2 separate regions of the Strix aluco genome follow, and region 1 is linked to region 2. Evidence: chromatin contacts called from public Hi-C data. All regions are on one chromosome and are shown on one strand. Each heading gives the region's core, a stretch centred on a gene start, on an enhancer-like site or on the middle of the called end of the contact. The rest is flanking DNA. Distances are from core to core; before and after follow the strand shown.

Evidence for each region. Hi-C and Micro-C count contacts between places; a contact is called where the count stands out from the background.
Region 1: a contact with region 2 is called in a Hi-C map of brain, with 9 times the contacts expected there. The contact joins the promoter of ZNF839 here to the promoter of PPP2R5C in region 2. A contact is called at or near these places in 2 of 2 Hi-C or Micro-C datasets (brain and heart).

What each region holds. Positions count from the first base shown.
Region 1 is chr4:119,516,694-119,519,881 of bStrAlu1.hap1, forward strand. It overlaps ZNF839 (zinc finger protein 839), which reads left to right and starts at 1,590. Exons shown (of 8, transcript XM_074825143.1): 1 at 1,590-2,404. The coding sequence starts at 1,682. It overlaps TRNAI-AAU (transfer RNA isoleucine (anticodon AAU)), which reads left to right and starts at 987; the gene lies at 987-1,060.
Region 2 is chr4:119,255,349-119,258,998 of bStrAlu1.hap1, forward strand. It overlaps PPP2R5C (protein phosphatase 2 regulatory subunit B'gamma), which reads left to right and starts at 1,931. Exons shown (of 15, transcript XM_074825121.1): 1 at 1,931-2,053. The coding sequence starts at 2,027.

The sequences.
Region 1 (3,188 bases), core at 340-2,839, 260 kb after region 2:
CTCCGCGCGTGGCTTGGTTTGTGCGGAGCGATTCTTCCTGCCTTCCCTCAGACGGTGGCGTTGAGCCTGGGGTTGGTGGGGGGTTGATGCGTGCGCCCCTCGGTCCAAGCCGATGAGCGCTCCGTCAGTCCGGCAGCGGCACCGGTGGCCTTGGCTTGTGTCCGCCGCTTGGACGCAGGCGGCCGGTGCGGGCGCTTGGTCTGGGCTGCGCTCCGGCGGGCTCGAGTTCATCTGTGGTGATCTCCTGGTCCCTGGTGGTTTCCGTGTGCCACTGCAGGCGTGAGCTCGGCGGGCTCCACGTCGGGCTGTAGAGAGCGCCGCGCGCGTCTGCAGCTCCCAACTTGCAGGAGGAGGAAATGGAGAGACGAAGACCTGGGCCACGGCCTCGCTCCCCGTTGACCCTGTTCTCCTCACCGAGCGGTAGTGAGCCGGCCTCCGAAAACCTGCCTTTTGGAGAGGTGTCCTCACCCTCGCTTCATAGTGTTTGCCTTTTGCTAAACGGACGTAATGTGTTTTAACGTAGGCTTCAAAGCTGGGAAGAAAAGTTGTCTTTTAAATGCGGTGCGTGTAGTAAAAAGCAAAATACTAGGAAAGGGTGAATCATCCGTCCATGCAAACCCGGATCCTAACAGCGCATTAAACAGCCAGAAGAGTAAATGCTTTGAAATAAATGCCCAAAATCAGCATTTTGTTTCATTAAATGAAACTTGAATTATATCCTAGAAAACCTGGGGAAGTCAGCCTGCTGACTTCGAGGTGAAGTCACCCCACGAACGTGTCCCGTGTTGGTTGTTACCCCCCCGGCGCCACATCTCTGCAGGCGGGCAGAGCGCTTTCGGGGTGCGCTGATCGGTCGAGCCTCTGTTCCCACTTGTGCGGACCAGACCGCGCCGCTCCCGAGGGGCTCCCCCGCTCCGCGTATTCCCCTCTTTCCGCCAGTCCCATCGGACCGTTATAGAACCCCATAGGAAAAAGCTTCGCCAGCGGGCCGGTTAGCTCAGTTGGTTAGAGCGTGGTGCTAATAACGCCAAGGTCGCGGGTTCGATCCCCGTACGGGCCACACAAGTCTTTTTCTTCTTCCGTGCTGCCGGGTTTGTCCCAGCGGCTCCCGGGCCGCGCGGCGCTGCCGCTGCGCAAGGACGCGGCGGGGTGGGGGGCGCTCCGCGAGCGCGGCCGCAGCCCGGGCCCGCCCCCGCGGCGTGGCCGTCCCTGGCCCTGCGAGGGCGGCTGCCACGCCGGCGGGGCTGCGGCGTGCGCGGGTCACCCCTGCGGGCACCTTTTCTTGCGTGGGGGTGCTGCTTCACGCGTGGCACACGCTCGCGCGCACCTTGCTGCTCGGCCTCGCGCCCCGCGGGCGGGTGAAGTCCCCCCCCAGGGAGCGAGGCGCGCCGCGGAGCCCGGGCTTTTCCCCGAGAGAGGGACCCCCCTCGCGTGAGCTCCCTCCACCCGGTGGATGCCGCGCGTGGGTCCCGGGGCCGCGCGCTCCGGCCGCCGCACCGCCGCAGCTTTTTGCCCCCGCGCGGCCGCCGTCGGTGCTGGGCGGCCCCGCCCCAGGGGCGCGGCGGGCCGCTGCCGGGGGCGCCATTGGCCCGCGTGCCGCCGGTGCCCCTCGCTTCGCCCCGCGCCTCCGAGACCTCCCGGGGGGGGCCGATGCGGCTCCCGCCTGCTGACGCCTGCCAAGATGGCGGCTCCTGAGGAGGGGGGCGCCGAGGCGCCGCCGCCCCCTCCTCCCGCTGAAGACGAGCCCCCCGGAGGGGCGGCTGCCGCCGCCTGCGGGGTTCCCCTCAGCGTGGCGGCGGGCAGGGCCGCCCCGGCGGCGGCGAAAGGCGGGGGCGCGGTGGGGCCCGCCGACCCGCCGCCCCCCGCGGAGGGCCCGGAGCTGCTGGCGGTGACGGAGGAGCTGGTGCAGAGCCTGGCCGCCCTGGAAACCGGTGCGGCGGCGGCCGGCACCGTCCTCTACCTGCAGGCGGACGGGAGCCTGGTGGAGGGCGCGGGGCTGAGCGCCGAGGAGCAGCGGCGGCTGCTGGAGCAGCTGCTGGTCGCCGCCGAGAGCCCGGGGCTGGGCACGGCGGAGCCGCCGCCCCCGCCGCCTCGGCACGCCGCCACGCCGCTGGCCCCCGCGGAGCTGCAGCGGGTCATCGAGCAAGTGAGCAAGGCCCAGGAGCAGCAGAAGCCGCCGCCGGCAGCCGCCCCGCTGGAGCCCTGCCCGGGGCCGCCGCCCTCCCGCGGCGGGGGGTGTCCGCCGCCCCGGGACGCTGGCCCGCTGCCGCCGCAGGCCTGTGGGGCCGCCCCGCCGCTGGCCAGCATCATGCACAACGCCGCCCAGCAGCTGCAGAGCGTGGCCCAGCAGGTCGCCATGCAGCAGGGCAAAGCCATGGCGGCCGCCCGGCTCCTCCCGCAGAAGGTAACCGAGGCGGGGGCTGGGGAGGGAGGGAGCCTGCGGCGCCCGCTTGGTGATGAAATCCACCGCCGCGGGCAGGTCTCGGGGGGTGTGTGTGTAATTTTTTAAATCTTGGGTTTTTGCCTTCTTTCTCAGTCACACCTGCCCTTGGGGTGTAGACTTGAGTCTCGCAGCTGGAAGAACTTTCAGCGTGGTTTAGAAGAATCCGCGTTTGAACGTAGATACTAGCTGCTGCGGTCAGTATGTCGGTCTGACTACACGTGCCGCTAAAACAGCTTGGAAGAGCTGTTTCGTAGTGGTTTAGTGGTGATGCACGGGTAGATAATGCGTGCCTCTCTTAAAGAAGGTGACAGTACCGGTGCTTTCGGCCCATGTTCTGGGGTGCAGGGGTTGTCAAACGATTGGTTTGAGCTGAGGCAGAAGTTTGGGTGAGGAGACTGTGAGGGAGGTGAACAGTAACACATACCTCCTCTTAATCATCATCACAAAGTTCTTTTTGAACAGAGCACTTACGACAGTATGTCCTGGATCTGGTATTCGGCCTGTGTCATTTAGCAGTTCTCCTGCGTTTGGTTTGCTGAAGGTTATGAATCTGCCTGGGTGACGGCATTGACCCTGCTATTCCTGCTAGGGCTGCTAGCAGGAAACAGGGCTGCGACATGGCCTAAGAGCAGACTTCACATGCTTTAGTTGAACAGCAGTCACATCAGTAAATGTGCAGGAAAGCCCGTAGCTGTAAGGAAGGGCATCTGTGCTTTGATGTTAAATCTGTGCTTTGATGTGTTGA
Region 2 (3,650 bases), core at 681-3,180:
ATCCCGCCCCCACCACGTATTTCCACCCCCTTCCTTCAGCCAGTACTAGTGTTTACAGAAGCAGGTGGTGATGTGCCAGTTCAAGGCAAAAAAAAAAAAAAAATCGCCAAACAACACATCACCTTGGGGGCAGAGTTTTCCACGTGATCAATTCTATGAACTGGTTTAAATGGCCACAGAATCAGTACCAGAATCAGTGCAGAGGAGGGAGATAGGAACACAACAGCTGGGAATTAAGAGTAGTTTAAGCTTCTATGAAACTGAAACCTAACAAGAACTGAAAGCTCTTGAGTTTATCCTCAGCTGTACAAACCCTTTCATACACTGATCAAACTCCACACTACAGATGGAGGTAGATTTCTTTCCCTTACTCTCTCTTAGTTTGTTCAAAATCCATGTTGTTCTGTTGGTCAGAAGTCTCATTTATTAGTAGTAACTCATTTATGACTGGCTCTTCACAGAAGCACAGTAGTGATAACTGCACCTCATTTCTAAATCCTCAAACCAGAGAAAATTAGGGAAAGGATAAGAGACATAATTTGTTTTCTAGCACTTAAGAAGCAGGAAAGGGACTGAAACAAGAGGAAGCAGCTCTCCATAGTAGGTAGACTTCTTTGCAGTGTCTGAAAAAGGGAAAGTTTCTTTGTCCTTTCTCCACAGCAAAAGCGAAATGTTCAAATATAATGTTGCAAGCTGCTGTTAGGTATCATCACATCAGACACAAGTGGTTTATGAGAAATCCTGGTTCCTAAAAATGAGAGCACAGATGCTTGCTCACGCTGGCTTTGATACTCACAGGCTGGGTAAGGCAAGAGATCAATTTCACTTTTATGGTGGTATTTTTTTCTGTATTCTGTATATTTTTCTGTATTTAATACAATAATACAGAATGCTAATACAATTAGTATTTAATAAGCACATCCAACCTAAATTTTAAATGCTTTATGTCTTGGCATTATTATGAGTATTAATATTTCCTGGGCTTCTTCCTTAGCTAACAGTAATTTGGAGCTTAATCCAGCCATGTGAGAAACAGAGTATGTAAATTTTCCAGATGAAGTAGGTGAACCTTTCTTCTTTTGCCCAAGCAGATTGTTCTGATTTTTATATTCTGGCTTTGAGAGATTGAAAAGAGACTTGTTTGGAAAAAAGTATCTCTGGTACAGGTGGGCATCACAAAACCAAACACATCTGCACCTAAAAACAAGTAAGGGATACTTTTATAAAATCAGACTGTAACTATGTGAAGCTCACCTTTTCTTTATCCATACACTGCACGCATATATTAAAGTCCTCAAACTGATGATGACCACACTGGATTTGTATGAGAGGGCCAGCATGCTTCAGATATGCCCTATATTTTATTTTTTGATTCCTTAAACATTTGCCGCTCTCCAGCGACAGGCTCCCGGACCCCACACAGCGGTCCCACCTCTCCCTACATCCACAACAGCGGAGCCCATACCCCTCACGCAAGCGCGGGCTCCGGTAGGCAACTCGGGCTTGGGGCTGCAGGGACCTCTCACATCCCACAGGGCGCCACCGGCTGAGGGAGAGCCCGCCGGAGGCCCAGAGCGCTGAGGACACCTCAGTCCGCCCCACCGCTTCCCCTCAAATAGGCGGCGGGCGTTGGGCGCGGGGGCGGAACAGCTCAGCCTGCGGGGCCCACCCCGAGGCGTAGCCGGAGCCCCGGGGTCCGCCCCACAGCCCAAGGGGAACGGGGAGAGTCCCGGGGCCGGGGCCGCCACCGCTCGGGAGCACGACAGTAGGGCTGAGGGGCGGGAAACCGCCGCGAGCCCCGCCTACAAGGTGACGTAACGGAACGGCGGTCACGTGACGCGGGTAGCCAATGGGGAGGCAGCGGCCCGCTCTCCGCGGGCGGGGGGCGGAGGAGGAAGGGGGGAGGGCTGAGGCCGCCGCCGAGGACGGGGGGAGCGGCAGCGCCAGCGCCAGCGCGGGGCGGGCGCAGCGCGGAGCGGGGCCGCCGGGGGCTGCGCCTCTGCGGACCGCGGCGCGTGGGGCGGCCATGCCGAATAAAAACAAGAAGGAGAAAGTGAGTCGGTGGAGTCGTGGGGGGGAGCCCGCGCCCCGTGGGGAGGCTGTGGGGCGCAGGCCCCGCGGGGAGGAGGGGCCTGGGGCAGAACGCGGTGGGGGGCGGCAGCGGCGAGCGGAGCCTGACGCCGAGGTGGCTGGCGGGGCGCTCCCCGCCGCTGGGGAGAGGCGGGCGAGGGGTAGCCCCCTTCCCTCTCCGCTGTATGCTGGCCCCATTCCTTCCCCCGGGAGCCGGGGACTGGGGAGGGGGCAGCTCCCGGTGGGGCCTAGTCCGGGGGGGGGTCCTGGTATCGTCTCGCCGGGCCCCGGGGGTCCGCCCCGCCGAAGCGGGGGCGCGGAGCCCGCGGTGGGCGGGCGCGGAGTTGGGGGCAGCCGGAGGGAGGGAGGGAGGGAGGCCGTGGTTTTGGCGTGCGGGGGAGTGCTGGAGGGAGGGGATGGGAAACGTGTCCTCAGCCGTGCCTGGCGGAAGGGTGAGCTGGGAGGGGGTGTCTCTTCGGGGCCGGCCCGGGTGTGTTGGGGGAGCAGGAAGGGGTGTTTTTCATGGCGGCACGGCAGGGCTGGGGAGGGATCAGTCCTTGCCCGGGAAGGTCCCTGTCCCGGGAAGTTTCCCTGCTGCGTGGCTCTGGCTACAGTTGAAGTTGTGCTTGGGGGTTTCACCATAAGCACTCAAGGAGCACTAGTCGCCACTCGAAATATTTTCACCCCCTTTTCCTGACAGTGGAAGAGAATCTAGCTTTGGCCCCGCTTTGCATCGGTTTTCCATGGCACTCCTGGGAGTGATTTGTCTGGCAGCCACGAAGGGGTCTTGCACAAGTAATGGGCGCAGAAAACTTATAAATCCAACAGAAAGTTAACTGGATTGCACTTTATTTTATGTGATAAGCAATTAGCCATATGAGTGGAAGTCAGAAACAGTGAAATATACAGTCTGCCTCATCCAGCTGCTATCCCTCTAGACCTTTTCGGTTTGGTTGACTTCTTGTTTTTAGCTTTTCAACATAGTTTTAAAATTAGATGTAGGGAGATTGGATGTTGTGGTTTGTGGGGTTTTGTTTGTTTTAACTTTTTCCCAATAGCCTTGCCACCTTTGGTATTAAAAACATTCAAACTTTTCTTTACTTTTCTGAGAATAACAAATCTCAAAAATATGTTAAGTACAATGCTGGGAGGGAGAAATCTGACTTGTGGGCCTGCTTCTAATACTAGACTTTGTAGACCCTAGAACAGACAAAATAACGAGGTGTAAAATGCATACTGCACTGATACTAGTCTCAAAGCTAAACTAACTATAAATATTCCTGAAGCTAAAAACCGAAGATTGCAAGGGTAAGTTCTTAGACATGGTTCAAATCACTTACATTCTTTGTCCCGGCCGGCTTGCCTACATGAAAGCTTATCTTGATATACTTTATGGGTGAATTTTGAGGCATAAATAAAATTCCAAAACCTTTCTGCAGATGAAAAATGTTTAAATCAGCTTTGTAGAGACTCATAGTTCAGTATTAAGATTTTCCAATAAAACAGTATCATTTTTGTCCTGTCAATATTCTTAGTGTCAAAAACCCCCTAATTTCTTGACTTGAAAATCTATCTAGGTC